Linked DNA regions of Zea mays: region 1 is linked to region 2. The links are chromatin contacts, called in public Hi-C maps. All regions are on one chromosome and are shown on one strand. The core of a region is the stretch at or near the end of the contact, and the rest is flanking DNA. Distances in the headings are between cores, read along the strand shown. Region 1 holds the start of LOC103635470. Region 2 holds the start of LOC100279719.

Region 1 (3,865 bases), core at 714-3,213, 690 kb before region 2:
TTTTAACTTCTTCCTCCGAGAACTCTTATGTTAAGACTTGGTTTTCCAGGGATCTGACTTGCGATATGTCTTCTCGGTGAGTCCAATCCAACTATACAATCGAGTCCTCCAGAGGGCCGAAAAGAAATTTATAATAAGATGTAATATGCTCCCTCAATTTAGTTTCACTTCAGATAATTGTCTCCCCATCCTGCAACTGAAAAATTTGTGTTTTCCTATGTCTCCCATTTGTTACAAGATGAAAGTACTAGGTATTGGCGTCTCCTTGTAATAAATCTCTCGCCTTAGACCTTTGGTACCACTTAATCTCTTCTTCTATGAGCCAATTTGCCAAAGACATGGTGAGACTTGTTTTTAAGTCGATTTCATGTGGTAATAAAGGCGTGTGTTCTGCTTGTTTATCCAAGGCATCTAATTTCTTCAGAATTTCACCTTTCTTTTTCTTGTTGTGACCCCCAATATACTGATATATATATATATATATATATATATATATATATATATATATATATATATATATATATATATATATATATATATATATATATATATATATATGTTTCATATATCATGCACGATTAATTTTTTGGCATTGCACGTCAAGATTTAGCACAAAGCACATAGATTACAGTACACATGATGCCGCAATATGCAAACCACACCCTGGGCTTTAGCCATATTAATATGAAACAAAGCCTCTCTATTCTATACTGCGGCGCTGGTGGCAGCTCGCCTGCTGGTCTTGCCGCCGACGACCGTGGCAAGCGCGTTCCTGACGGCCACCGCGACGCCACACCCCCTGACCACCCGCCTCTCGCAGCACTCACGCTCGGTCCAGAAGCACCGCGGCGTGGCCTCCGCGACGTCGTCGGCGCCGCCGGCCGAGAACGCAGGCCTGTGGTGGCGGCAGGAAGCCCCCACGTGCACGGCGGGCGACGACTGTACGGTGAACACGGGCGACATGGTGGACGACGTGTTGGAACTCGAGGAAGACCAGGAGGAGGAGGAGGAGGAGCACGGCGGCGTCGCCTGGCTGCCGCCGGGCCTCCGGAGGAGGGTGATGCGGGGGAGCACGACGCCAAGGAGGCCGCCATGCCGACGGTTCCTGGAGCGGCCGCCGGCGCTTCCCCTGCCTGCGGCATAGTAGGACGGCGGCGGGGTGAGCGGCGGAAGCACGGCCGCGGAGGGCGAGTCGTTCTTGGGCGTGCCCGGCTGCGACTCCCACAGGAACGGCACCGCGCCGGCCGACGCCATGGAGTAGTACACCCGGAACGACGGCACGGCGAGCTGCGCCGCCGCCTCCTTGGAGAGCATCTTGGCGTGGAGCTTGCTCCCCTGCTTCGCCAACAATCCAGGCTCCGCCTTGCAGCCGGCGCTTGACATGGCGAACATGCACTGCGCACTCACTGGCACTCTGCTCTGCTAGCCCAGAGACAGAGGGAGAGGGAGGGAGGAGGAGAGGAGAGGAGGGACTGCAAGAAAAGGAGGGAAGCACTGCAGTGAAGAGGTAGGTGCCGCTTCAGAGTTGAGAATGAGGAGGCCGTTTGGTGGAGCTCGCCACTCGGAGCCGGATGATTCTGTTGATCAGTTGATCTGTACAAAAGGCTGAGAAGGTGAATTTTATATACCCAGGATCAGCGGTTTGCAGTGAGTGCAGAGACAGGGAGAAGAAGCCGTATGTAGCACCAGCAGTGGCTGTCCACTTGCTGCTCGTCTCTGAATGATCTCTGTCACCTCCACCGCCGGCCTTTATCTGCTCTCTCTCTCCTCCCTCTCCATAGCTGACTTTTGGCGTAGACCAACGAGCATGTGACACGGTAGCATTAGTGGACATAATCAAAAGAGGTTGTCTTGTGGGTGACGAGAGCGAGAGACACAAACCGCGCCTTGCTGGTGTCAGCATATAGAACAAATGCAACTGAGATATTGTCTCTCTGTTTTGTCAACTTGATCACCCAAAGTAAACAGAACATTGAATGTGTTCCCTGTCGTACTTTGTATGTAATGGTTCGTTCACGCAGTTGACGAGTGCAATACAACCACGGCTTTGGAAATCGATAGTTCATATTCTATTTCCCCGCAATAAATCAGACAAGAGCGCTACCAATTATATTTTAAAAATAAATCTAAATCAAGTAAAACAACAGACGTAAAGTAAAGCTAGCAAAGCTAGCAATACAACTTCAACAGGGTTCTTTGGCATTATAATAACACCAACATCGTCGTTCGCTAGTCTGATACTCTGAACGCCATCCCGGCAAAATAGGACTACGAAGTCGTGTTTCCCTTCGCTTTGGCATAACGATGGTGTTGCTCTCAGTCGGACGGTGTTTGATATGATTAAGGTATTCGCTTTTCCATTAGCCCCTGTTGTTGATCTGTGTTCGTTTGCTCCCACTTCGGTACCCGACCGGGCCTCTTCCCCCACTAGATCCCAAGCGCCGCCACCACCAGTTCACCGGCGACGAGACCCTTTTCCTAGCTAACCCCTTGTCTTCAACTTCTACTCCCCAGCGACTGCCATCGTTCTCGACAGCGTCGTCGTCCCCAGTCTATTGACAGACCTCCTCGGTAGCGTCATCGTCGTTGTCCCACCTGTACCGGACCTCCATGTCCGACTCACCTCTAAGGGCGACACCCCCTCTTCTGCTCGAGGGTTCGGCTCTAGCGAAGGTGCTCCATGATACCTTGAACGATCCTTTGTCCGTGTGTCCGACATCGTCCCCAGATTCAAATCTAGTCATCTCCATCGAGGTAATAAAGTGTTGTCTTAGTGTAATGGTAGTGTAAATCCTTCTGTTTTTATGTAATGGCAATTTTTTTTTTGTTTTTTAGGAGTTTCAAATAGATTGGGATACGATAAAATTGAGCCTAGATGGGATGAAAAAGGTCGACAAGAAGTTCCTTTAGAAGAAGGGATGTATGCTAGATTAAAATTTAGGGAGGAGGATGAAAGGGAAGCTAGAGAAGGGCAAGAAGCAAGTATGGGAAGGTCCTCTAGTGTTTATGGTAATGCATGTGTTGATGGTGTAGCTGCATTGCCCTATGAAGACCGCCTACCAGATGAGAGGGTTTTACTATGTGACAGAACAAATCCTATAATGAAGATGGGAAGCTTGTATAAGGATATGAAGAAATTTAGACTTGTTATGAGGCTATATGCAATAAACAATGAATTCGAGTTAGGCATTGAATCAAGTGCGCCCCTTTGGTATAGAGGATACTGTAAAAGGTGGTGACTATCCACAGAGAATTCATGCTAGAATAGAAACACATGAATCAACTACTATCATTGTAAGCTTATGACCATTATCCGTTGAGTTGTAAATGTTAATTCAAGTGCGACTTTAATAAGTACATTTTGATGCAAGTTACACCTATGGTTTATCACCATAGCTGTACCTCAAGCGGTCAAAGAAATACCATGACACCAACAAGTAATTGGGTTGCATCCTTAGCACTTCCTATATGCTTTCGAACAAACCACATATGGGTGCTAAAGAATTACAAACAATCTTACAAGACAAGCACAATTGTACAATTTCTTATGATAATGTATGGAATGGAAAGGAGAAAGCTTTTATCTAAGTTATATGGTTTCTAGGAGGATAACTTCCAGCTTTTATTCAGATGGAGGGAAGCTATCTTGGCGAAAATGTCAGATTCTATTGTTGAGATAGATGTACGTGTCGAGGATGGCAAGGTTTATTTTAGTTGGTTCTTTTGTGATTTTGGACCTTGCCTTCAAGGATTCCGTGAGGGATGAAGACCATACATTAGCATAGACTCAACAACTTTGAATGGCAGGTAGAATGGTCACTTGCCTTCGGCAACTAGTGTGGATGGTCACAATTGGATGTATCCG
Region 2 (3,722 bases), core at 1,072-3,571:
ACATGAAGACTTGGTCACTGCCCTACACGTAGCAATCCAGTGAACTGAAGGGATGATAAAAAGATGGCTAATATAGGCCAAGTGTTTGAACTAGGGTAGAAAGAACTCTAGATGCAGGTAACTTTACTTAACCTGACAAGTAAAAATGGATTTTTAAGGATCCACTCATAGTAAGCTTTTCTGCAACAGAGTCTTTGTTTCTTGATAAGTCATACCTTGACTCCCTCAAACCAGCATACCCTTGAGAGTCTTTTCTTTAGTCGGGTAAATCTTGCTGAGTACTTGCATACTTAGGGTTTTATTCCCATTGTTGCTGCAGGTTACGAGTCACTTGATTGTGATTGGTGTTAAGCGCCGGTGGGCACGGTCTTCTTATAAATCTAAGTAACTCTTCTATACTTCTTATTGAGGGTGGTCACTTGAGCTAGCATATATTTCAAAACTACAAATAATTTATAACAGTTCAAAGTTATTCCTTTGAATCACTTTTGTAATCACTCCGATCATGTACATTGTAAAATTTGATGTAACTTGTAAAATTGGGTAATAAGATTTCCGTTGCAAATTTTTGGTGTGTGATTTGTGTTTACTTAATCCTGCGGTCCTGGTTGTAAGTGGTTTATCAGGGGTCCTTGGGACACTCGGACGGATCCTGTTAAGTTATTTGGTGCACATGCATAGCCGCCTAAGGTCTTTGAGACAAGGGCAGATGCATGTGGTCCCAATAACTTGGGAGGTTATGCCACAATAAGTATTTTCGGATATTAATTTTTTAAGATGATGGTCTCTAAAAATATGTATATTTTCAATGATGGTTTATTTTTTAAAAAAAATGCCTCCGAAAATGTATTTCTACGAGCAATTTATAAGCCACCGTGCTTGTTGCTACAATTATGCTAGTTTGATGATAAAGGAATTAGAGAGGATTCAGGGGAGGAAATTCTTAAAGACATATTTGGACGAACCGTAGGGAATTAGAAGGCTAAAATCCTCTCATGTTTAAAATTAAATAGCAAGGAAATTTTAGTCGCTCCATTCTCCTGCCTCCCAAACAAACCCTAAATAGCAAGGGATTTTCTTCCACTCGTTTGGTGACAAGGAAGTTGGAGGAAATCCACGTGGGAGGAAATCACTTACTATTCAATTTATAAAACAAGATATTTTCTCCCTCATGGATCTCCTCCAATTGGCTTGTCACCAACTTAGCCATCTCATCCTCATATTCAAACTCTAATATACAAAGAGTGTTGTATATAGTGCAAAACAGTGTTTTTGGTGACCATCCGCGTATGCCTCTTTTAGAACTAGGAGTAGTGTTAGATAATCATTTTTATGCTAACGGACTTTTGGACATTAAAATTATTTGTACTCACGGTCAACGGTAAGTTTTCATAAGCTTAGGATTCAACTTGTGTTAGTTGTGGCTGAGGGGATAACAAAGGAATATTATTACGAACAATATGAGGTTTGTCTCTTTGTGTTAGGAGTCTGTATAGGCCATCAATTGTCTTAATCTTGTACCGGCCATCAATAAATTAGAAGTTGGCAGTCTAAAGTATAGATGTCCAAACGGGCCACCCGGTACGGACCCGGCCCGAACCCGTTTCGGCCCGGTACGAATAGGGCCGGGCCAGGCACGGCCCGTTGATGCTTCGGGCCGGCTCGGGCTGGCCCACGTGCCTAGGGACATGCCCAAACCCGGCACGCACAGGGAAAAATCGTGCCGGGCCGGCTCGTTGGCCCGGTGGGCCTCAACGGACCGGGCCGGGCACTGGCCCGAACCAACAGTAGAACGGTATATAAATACATATATTTCACGGAATTAATCATATATAATAACATATTATTTATATATATTAAGACAACAAAATATTTATGTATGCATTTTATATTTATGTATGCATTTTATATATGTTTGGCCGCGTATTTAGTATTTACATACTATGAGAGAATTAAATGTATTTACATATTTAGTATTTACATAAATATGCGGGCCGCCGTCGTGCCGACTCATTTATCGGGCCGGGCCGGGCCAAAGCACGCGGGCCGCCGTATGTGCCCATACCCGGCCCGCTAAACGGGCCGTGCCGGCCCGGGCCCGTAACCGACCGTGTCAGGCCGTGTTTGGACCAGGCTAAATTCGTGCCGTGCCACGGGTCAAACGGGCGGCCCGCACTGTTTGGACATCTATAGTCTAAAGGGCTGACCCGTTCCACACAATTGTTTACAGCAAGCTGGCCACACAGTTGTTTACAGCAATCTGGCTGCCTTCTATAAATGGAGCATATCCACCACCAAAGAAACACACACACACACACGACCACTGCAAAATACTAGTAACAATGTCTCAGACAACATATATGGCCCCTGTAGGCACTCTCGGCTTCTCGCTGCCGTTGATCATCCTCTTGGCTTCTCTTTCGGCGCTACTAGCTACTACACCTAACGACGACATGGAAGCGCTGCTCTGCCTCAAGCACCACCTCTCAGCCTCATCAGACCCTACGGGGACACTACCTTCATGGAAGAATGATTCCACGCAGTTCTGCAGTTGGTCCGGCGTGACATGCAGCAAGAGACACTCGTCCCGTGTTGTTGCACTGGACCTTGAGTCACTCGACCTCCATGGCCAAATACCTCCTTGCATCGGCAACCTCACGTTCCTCACAAGGATCCACATGCCAAACAACCAGCTGCAGGGTCAGATCCCGGCTGAGCTTGGCCAGTTAAACCGGCTGCGGTACATTAACCTCAGCTCCAACAATTTTATCAGCGGCGAGATCCCGGAGACTGTCTCATCGTGCCTTGCCTTGCAGGCCATCGATCTTTCGAGGAATTCCCTCAGCGGAAGCATCCCCGAAGGTCTGGGGAGCCTCCTCGGCAACCTCTCGGATTTACGCCTTTCAGGTAACCATCTGACGGGCAGCATTCCAGCTTCACTTGGAAGCAGCTCCTCCCTTGTCTCCGTTGTTCTCAACAACAACAGCCTCACTGGACCCATCCCGTCGCTACTAGCTAACAGTTCGTCGCTCCAACGACTGGGGCTAAGAAACAACCGTCTCAGCGGACTCATTCCCCAGTCGCTGTTTAACAGCACGTCGCTTGAGATGCTAGTGCTTGCAGGGAACAGCTTTGCTGGGCCCATACCTGCTGTCTCAAACACCGTCGTTGACTCGCCGCCGCCGCCCTTGCAGTATCTGATACTGGACTCGAACGATCTAACAGGGCCCTTGCCTTCCACTCTAGGGAACCTCACTTCTCTCCTCTGGCTCACGCTTGGGGGTAACGGTTTTCATGGTAGCATCCCGACGAGCCTGGGTGCACTCGTGAACCTGCAAGTGCTGGACATGACTAACAATGCTTTGTCGGGGACTGTTCCGGCCTCCATCTACAACATGTCAGCGCTCACACACCTCGGCATGGGCATGAACAATCTCACCGGGGAAATCCCAGCTAACGTTGGGTATAGCCTTCCGAGAATCGTGAACCTGATCATGGCTCGAAACAAGTTCACTGGCCAAATCCCTGTTTCGCTGACCAAGGCCACCAATCTCCAGATCATTAATCTCTGGGACAACGCACTTACTGGTACTGTCCCTTTGTTCGGAGCCTTGCCCAACTTAGTCGAGCTGGATCTAACGAAGAACCAGCTCGAAGCTGGCCGGGACTGGTCGTTCTTGACATCCTTGACAAATTGCACGCAGCTGGTGACTCTGTACCTG

What was found. A called contact is a pair of places that touch in the nucleus more often than the background predicts.
Region 1: a contact with region 2 is called in a Hi-C map of ear, with 2.0 times the contacts expected there. The contact joins the promoter of LOC103635470 here to the promoter of LOC100279719 in region 2. A contact is called at or near these places in 2 of 25 Hi-C or Micro-C datasets (ear and tassel).

Annotation. Positions count from the first base shown.
Region 1 is chr8:83,508,188-83,512,052 of Zm-B73-REFERENCE-NAM-5.0, reverse strand. It overlaps LOC103635470, which reads right to left and starts at 1,963. Exons shown (of 1, transcript XM_008657914.4): 1 at 567-1,963. The coding sequence starts at 1,392. The coding sequence ends at 706.
Region 2 is chr8:82,820,479-82,824,200 of Zm-B73-REFERENCE-NAM-5.0, reverse strand. It overlaps LOC100279719, which reads left to right and starts at 2,321. Exons shown (of 2, transcript NM_001360991.1): 1 at 2,321-3,722. The coding sequence starts at 2,343.